Regions from separate parts of the Mus musculus genome. Here region 1 is linked to region 2. A link is a contact called in public promoter capture Hi-C data. All regions are on one chromosome and are shown on one strand. Each heading gives the region's core, a stretch centred on a gene start, on an enhancer-like site or on the middle of the called end of the contact. The rest is flanking DNA. Distances are from core to core; before and after follow the strand shown.

The links. Promoter capture Hi-C pulls out the DNA fragments that hold promoters and counts their contacts.
Region 1: a promoter capture Hi-C map of pre-B cells shows a contact between it and region 2, with 3 times the contacts expected there. The contact joins the promoter of Hps6 here to the promoter of Twnk in region 2. A contact is called at or near these places in 1 of 39 promoter capture datasets (pre-B cells), 4 of 115 datasets of contacts at active chromatin or transcription factors (embryonic stem cells, extraembryonic endoderm stem cells and pancreatic cancer cells) and 1 of 9 other capture datasets (adipose tissue).

What each region holds. Positions count from the first base shown.
Region 1 is chr19:46,001,466-46,005,350 of GRCm38.p6, forward strand. It overlaps Hps6 (HPS6, biogenesis of lysosomal organelles complex 2 subunit 3), which reads left to right and starts at 2,013. Exons shown (of 1, transcript NM_176785.3): 1 at 2,013-3,885. The coding sequence starts at 2,161. All of the region lies in intron 1 of 4930505N22Rik (RIKEN cDNA 4930505N22 gene), which reads left to right.
Region 2 is chr19:45,004,195-45,008,129 of GRCm38.p6, forward strand. Twnk (twinkle mtDNA helicase) reads left to right here and starts at 2,364. Exons shown (of 5, transcript NM_153796.4): 1 at 2,364-3,935. The coding sequence starts at 2,936. Mrpl43 (mitochondrial ribosomal protein L43) reads right to left here and starts at 2,248. Exons shown (of 3, transcript NM_053164.3): 1 at 2,070-2,248; 2 at 1,869-1,975; 3 at 820-1,746. The coding sequence starts at 2,200. The coding sequence ends at 1,505.

The sequences.
Region 1 (3,885 bases), core at 763-3,262, 1.0 Mb after region 2:
CATATATATGTATATATATATATTGCTGAGGAAACACCTCAGTGCGTGAGTACGGACTTTCATCAGTGCTGCTGAACCTGATGTTGCTACTCCAGCTGGCGGTGTGAACCTGGGAGAGCCAGCCTGAAGCGTCCGTGAACTAAAGTTTTATGCCATAGCCAACTTCATTTCTCGCAGCAGACAGTTTTTACTCTAAGGGTTAAAAGGAGTCAACTAAGTAAAGTGTCCAGTCACAAGGACAAGCCGCATGTGGCAAAAACAAAAACATGTTTTTCCATAGAGGCGTAAAGACAACAATAGTCAGTTGTAATCAATAACATAAGTTAATTTACTCCTCTCTGATACAGCTGGGGAGGGTGCAGAGGTTATCTTGTTTATTGTTTATAGACTCGTTTATTCGGAGTTCTCCCACAAGGTCTCAGCTCCTCACAGCTTCATCCGTGAACCACGTTCCCACACCTGAGTTTGATTCCTGACACCTGTCTCAGTCACTCTTCTATTGCTGTGAAGAAATACCACAACCAGGGCAACTCTTTTTTTTTTTTTTTAAGATTTATTTATTTATTATATGTAAGTACACTGTAGCTGTCTTCAGACACTCCAGAAGAGGGAGTCAGATCTTGTTACAGATGGTTGTGAGCCACCATGTGGTTGCTGGAATTTGAACTTCAGACCTTCGGAAGAGCAGTCGGGTGCTCTTACCCACTGAGCCATCTCGCCAGCCCCAGGACAACTCTTATACAAGAAACCATTTAATGAGGGGCTTGCTTGCAGTTTCAGAGCATCAATCCATTATCATCATTGGCAGAGAGCACGGTGATGCACACGGCAGTGAAGCAGTAGCTAAGAGCTCCAGTCCCATCCACAGGCAGACGGGAACCTGGACCTGGCATGGGGGGTTGAAATCGCAAAGCTCACTGCCAGTGACACACTTCCTCCAAGGAGGCCACACATAACTAATCCCAGTTCTTCTCAGAGAGTGCCACTCTCTGATGACTAACTATTCAGATATATGCGTCTGTGGGAGACCATTCTTAGTCAAACCACCACAGGAACCACGTGGTACAAGGCAAGAACCAGCTCCGAAAGTTGTCCTCTGGCCTCTGAGTGGGTGTTGTGGCGTATGCCCATAATATTGCACGCACACAAACACAGACACACATAGATACACACACAAACACACACACATTCAATATAATTTAATTTAAATTTTTAATGAGGAAGGCAGTGAACAGGAACAAAGTAGAATAATATATATATGTGTAAAAATGCCAGCCATAGCTTGGTCAATAAAGTGCATACCTCAAAAGCTTAAGACGCTAATTCTATCCTCAATGCTTGGTATTGTGGTTCGAGTCTATAATCCCAGCGTGGGAGACTGAAGCAGGAGGATCTCCCGAGCTCATTGGCTGGCTAGCACAACCTAGTGGGTGAGAGGTCCTAGTGAAAGAAGTTCTCTCAAAACAGTGTAGAAGGTTGGCTTCTGAGGAAAGACACTGAGGCTGACCTCCAGCCTTCACAGGTGCACACAGGACTAAGAATATGGAGGAAGGGGATGCGATCATGAAATTCATTACTTTGTATGCTGACTTCAAATTTAAAACATATGTATAAAGACCAGGGATGGTAGTGATGAACTTTAATCACGGCACTTGGGAGGCAGAGACAGGAGAATCTCTGTGAATTTGTGGCCAGCCTGGTGAGCGGAGGGTTGTTAACCTTACAGTTTTTCCACTAAATTTCCAGGCGGTTGAGATTTGCTATTTGGTCAGGGCTGATACGGTGTCAGTACTCAACCACAAATAAGGTGAAAGAGCGAGGTTCAGAAAGAAGGGAGACGTTTTGAGACATTCTCACGGTGCCTAGGAAACTTGAATCCAGAGCGGGGACCCTTGGGTGCTGCGGATGCTCCTCCCTCGGACATCTTCCCGCAGCTCCGCCCCCGGCGCGCAGCGCTAGCGGGGCGTGCCCTGGGGCAATCCCGGACCTCGCCTGGCGGGGCGGGGCCGGGCGGAGTCGACGTTCAGTCCAGGGCTTGGCTCACCTCATTCACCAGGGACGGAAGTGTCAGCCCTGCACTCCCCCGGGTACCAGGACTAGCAGTCCGGCCTCGCCCCACTGGGCGATCAGGCCTTGGCTAGCTCCTGCGGCAGAGGCGTCATGAAGCGTGCAGGAACTCTGCGCCTGCTTTCGGATCTGAGCAACTTCACCGGCGCGGCCCGGCTCCGCGAGTTGTTGGCGGGGGACCCAGCTGTCCTAGTCCGCTGCAGCCCTGACGGCCGCCACTTGCTGCTATTAAGACCCCCCGGATCGCCCGCCCCACAGCTTCTAGTGGCTGTGCGTGGGCCCGGCCTGCCGCTGGAGCGTGCCTGGCCGGAGGGCGACCCCTCGCCGCTGGACGTCTTTTTCGTGCCGTGGCTGGCGCGACCCGCGCTGATCTTGGTATGGGAGAGTGGCCTAGCAGAGGTTTGGGGCGTGGGGATGGAGCCTGGATGGAAGCTACTTCAGAGCACTGAGCTGTGTCCGGATGGTGGAGCCCGCGTGATGGCCGTGGCCGCAACCCGAGGCCGCCTAGTTTGGTGCGAGGAGCGTCAGCCGGGTGTTAAGGACCAACCAGAGCAGCTTTCAACGGCCTTCAGCCACCGTGTGTGCTTCAAGACCCTGGAAACCAGCGGGGAGGCTGGCACCAAACTAGGCTGCACCCACATCCTGCTACACCATTGCCCCCTTTTTGGACTGATAGCCTCCCGCAAGGACCTCTTCCTGGTGCCTACTACCAACACTTGGTCTGGTGTGGCCCACCTTCTGCTCATCTGGAGCCCAAGCAAGGGGAAGGTAATAGTTGCTGCTCCATCTCTTGGTCTTTCACACAGTAAAAGCCTGAATCCCAAACAAGGGGACACTTGGGACTTCCGGACCCTGCTGCGAGGCCTTCCTGGATTCCTGTCCCCCAGGGAGCCACTGGCTGTACACACTTGGGCCCCATCTTCGCAGGGCTTGTTGTTGCTTGACTTGAAAGGGAAGGTGAGCCTAGTGCAGTGCCATGGTGGTACTCGAACCGTGGGAATCCTGCAGGAGGCCCCTGTAAGCCTAAAAGGGTCTGCAGCCCTGGGGACATTTCACGGCACTTTAGCCTGTGTCCTGGGCTCCACCTTGGAACTACTGGACATGAGCAGTGGGCGGCTGTTGGAAAAAAAGGTTCTCAGTACAGACAGAGTACATTTGCTGGAGCCTCCAGCCCCGGGCATGAAGAACGAGGAAGAGCTGGAGACCCGAGGAGCCCTACGATTGCTTTCAGCCTTGGGTCTCTTTTGTGTGTGTTGGGAAACTCCCCAAGGCCTTGAGCTGCCTTCAGACAAGGACCTGGTGTTTGAGGAGGCCTGTGGGTACTACCAGCGTCGGAGCCTTCGAGGTACCCAGCTTACCCCAGAAGAACTGAGACACAACAGCATGTTTCGGGCACCTCAGGCCCTGGCCTCCATCCTCCAGGGCCACCTGCCCCCGTCTACACTCCTGACAACCCTGAGGGCTGAGCTCCGGGATTATCGTAGTATAGAACAGCTCAAGGCCCAGCTGGTGGCTGGGGACGATGAGGAGGCTGGCTGGACTGAGTTAGCGGAGCACGAGGTGGCCCGCCTGCTGAGAACCCAGTTGACAGGAGACCAGCTGGCCCAATTCAACACCATTTTCCAAGCCCTTCCTACAGCAGCTTGGGGTGCCACCCTCCAGGCACTGCAGCTCCAGCCAGATAGGAGTGGCAGGCTGAGGTCCCAAGCACCCCCGGATGTATGGAAGAAGGTCCTAAGGGCTCCAACAGCTGGAAAGGAACATCCCAATGGAATACTGCCGCCCTTTGAACTCCTGTGTCAGTGCCTGGGCCAGCTC
Region 2 (3,935 bases), core at 1,114-3,613:
GGTCACTGATTGCTGTGTGGTTGCTGAGCATTGAACCCCAGGCCTCCAGAAGAGCAGCAAGTGGTTTTAACCCCTGAGCCACCTTGCAGCCCTTGCCTTGATTACCGTAAGTCTGGAAGCCGCTTCCTGCTGGCTGTGCTCCTCCCCAAGCTTTTCAGCACGTCCCACTCCTCCATCCAGGGAGAGACATGGCTCCGTTCTGTGAGGGGACCTGCTCTGAGATGCTGAGTCACACTGCCTTTGACACTAACCATTGAAAGGTTTTATGTTCTGCTTCTAGTTTGGAGTTAAAAGACTGGCTTATGCTGAAACTACGCCTACACCGTGAGCCGAGCACAGTGGCGCACACCGTTAGTCCCAGCACTTGGGAAGCAGAGGCAGACAGGTCTCTGTGAGTTTGAAGCCAGCCTGGTCTACATAGTGATCCTGGACAACCAGAGCTACATAGTGAGATCTACATCTTGAGAAAAAGTACAAATTTTTGAATTGTGACTTTGAGAGGCTAGAGAGATGGCTCAGGTGGATAAAAGACTGACTGTTCTTTTAAAAGACACAAGTGCAATTCCCAGCACCAACATGGTGGCTCACAACTGCCTGTAACTCCAGTTCCAGGGGACCCTACACTGTCTTCTGGCCTCCATGGACACTGCATGCGCACCGTGCACAGAAATACATGCAGGCATGTATTTATACACATGATAGATAATCAATCTTCAAATATAGTCTTTTTTTTTTAAACACTGCTTTTTTTTTTAAAGATTTATTTATTATATGTAAGTACACTGCAGCTGTCTTCAGACACACCAGAAGAGGGAATCAGATCTTCTTACAGATGGTTGTGAGCCACCATGTGGTTGCCGGGACTTGAACTAAGGACCTTTGGAAGAGCAGTCGGGTGCTCTTACCTGCTGAGCCATCTCACCAGCCCCTTCAAATATAGTCTTAATGACTTCAGTTTTCTTTTTCTTTTTTATTTCATTTTTAGTTTTTGAGACTGGGTTGTCCTGGAACTCACTCTGTAGACCAAGCTGGCCTTAAACGCAGAGATTCATCTGCCTCTGCCAACCAAATGCTGGGATTAAAGGTTATGCACTACCAACGCCAGGCTCATCTTCAACTTCCTAAACTGCACACAAACACGGATATAAGGTGCCTTGCCCAATGCCATACCAGCAAGAGCAACAGGGCATCCCGTGTCCTTCAGAAGACAGCCTCCAGACTCTTTCATGTGTTTTGAAGTCATTATTATTCGTATTTCAGAAAACACGGTCCTTGTACAAGTGTTGTACACTTCTCACATCTCAGCTTGCAAGGAGGCCAATTGAATCAGAATTAGGGTATTCACAAGGTCACTGCACCTAGCTACAAGTGGGCAAAGGAAAAGGTTCTTCTTTATCTCAGGCCACGCCCCGGCTGGTAGGCTCCACCCACCTACTCGGCCTGAGCTTGAAATCCAAAAGAGGAACCAATCCTATCCCTCTCACGGTCCAAAGCGCCTGGTTCTTTACTGTGCTTGCATCGAAGCTGGAGCAGAATCCCGGAGTTCTCTGGGCCGCAGCCCGTGGAGGGCAGTCCGTTTGTTGGTGAAGGGGTGCCACTGGCCCTGGATGCTCGGGTTGTCCGTGTGGAAGGGCTTGCGGATGCGGATCACATCCAAGCCGGACTGGTCTGCCAGCTTCTGCACCAACGACTTGATCTCCTCCACCGACTTGCTGTTGACGTTTTCCTCGCGCACAGCCCCATTAACTGGGAGAGGGACGTGGAGGGGATGAGTGGAAGGCGCCAGGTCGGAAATCAGACAAACAGAACGCAGCGGGCAAGCCGGGATCCCGCGCCGCCCACCCCCGCCCTAGCTCGGCCCCACTCACGGTATTCGGCCACTATTCGTGGCATGGCGCACGGGCGCGGGTTCACGTATACTACGACTCCTGGGTTCCGTCGGGCGAAGTCGGTCACCTCGCGTTCCACGAACTCCCTGCGAGACCCGGCGAAGGTGAGTACGGTGGCCCGAACCCAGCCCCATAGCTCCCCGCCTCCCTTTCCGGCGCTCCCGCTTCCGCGTGCCTCACCTGGCGCCGCGGGACGAGGGCGCATCCCGGCTGAGGCTGAGGCTGAGGCGCTGCAGCTGCTGCACGTAACGCCCTAGCCCATTATGGAGGACGCTGGTCAGAAAGCGGCTCGAAGTCCCGCGACCGGTCATGGCTACGGTTAGAGAGCCAGGACGCGGAGCCGGGGGGCGGGACTAACCGGTGACTTCCGGTTCCGGGGTTGTGGCATGGGCGCCCTGGAGAGTTTTGCTTCCGGAGTCACCGCGAGTAGCGCGTGCGAGCGGGCGACCCACGTTGCGGACAGAACACTAGAAAGGAGAGTGGTGACGCGAAGCTGGGGGCGGGAGCGTGGAGCTTTGAAGTGGAGGGCAGAGCAAGGGAGCCAGTGAGGAAGCCGGGCCGGAGCGCGTGACCTCCAGCAGTGTGGAGAGTGCCTGTGAGCGCTGGGGGCTCGGAGCGCCTGGAGTTGGGGTTCAGACGGGATGCAGAAAGCGGTAGAGATGAGGTTAGCCAGGAGAGTCCGTAGAGGGGTAGTAGACGTGAAGAGATGATACAGAGAAGCCGTTTAGATCGAGGGACCGTAGAAGGATCTAGAAGTGAGCTGGTGGAGAGAAATCCGTAAAGGACCTAGAGATAGGAGAATCCTCAGAGAGAGGCGTAGACGCGAAAGGGCAGTGTAGGTGTGTAGGGATGAAGTAGCAATACACAGGCAACCGAGGGGAGTAAGAACTGTGTTCGTGAAGAAGTTTGAGGAGGGATAAAGAGAAAAGCCAGTAGGAGTGATTTCTGCGAGTGCCTTGTAGAAGGTTTCCTAGGGTCTGGTTTAGTGAAGGCACTGAACCAGACAACAAAAGCTTTTGCAGTAGTGGCGTCCCACTCCATTAGGAATGTGGCTTCTTCTCCGACGTGCATATCCCCTCCGGATCTTGCTGCCACTGCGTGGCGAGTGGGTGGGTAGGAGGGGCCTGCCCAGAAGCTTGGCGCCAGGCCCTCCCCGCAGAAGGTACAGAAAAGAAGCGCTCCCAGCCTTAGAGATGCCAGTGTCGCCGGTGACTACGACTGAAATCCGCCAGTATTTACGTGCACATGGGATCCCCTTCCAGGATGGCCACAGCTGCCTTCGAGCACCAAGTCCCTTTGTGGTGTCCTCAGACATCAAAAATGAGAAAAAGGACGCTCCCACTTCCTTCTGCCTCTTCATTGACAAGACCACAGGACACTTTCTTTGCATGACCAGCCTAGCAGAAGGGAGCTGGGAAGACTTGCAGGCCAGTGTGGAGGGACGAGGGGATGGGGCCAAAGAGGGTGTCCTACTTAGGGAAGGCCCAGAAGCTGAGGTTAGGGAGGAGGTCTTGAGGATCTGGAACCGAGCCATACCTCTTTGGGAGCTTCCAGACCCTGAGGAAGCCCAGCTAGCTCGTGTGATGTTTGGCCTTACCAAGGTGACAGATGACACACTCAGGCGATTCAGTGTCCGCTATCTTCGATCTGCTCGAAGTCTGGTCTTCCCTTGGTTCACCCCTGGGAGCTCAGGATTACGTGGCCTGAAGCTACTAGGGGCTGAGGGTCAGGAAAATGGAGTACAGTATGTAGAGACCACCATCCCCCGGCCTGGTGTCTATCACAACCTATTTGGATTACCACTGATCAGCCGGAGAGATACTGAGGTGGTTGTGACAAGTCGTGAACTGGACAGCCTGGCCTTGAGCCAGTCGACGGGGCTGCCAACCCTTTCCCTACCCCGAGGGACAGTCTGCTTACCCCCAGCCTTACTGCCTTACCTTGAACAGTTCCGTCGGATTGTGTTCTGGTTAGGAGATGACCTTCGATCCTGGGAAGCTGCCAAACTGTTTGCTCGAAAACTCAACCCCAAGCGATGCTCTCTGG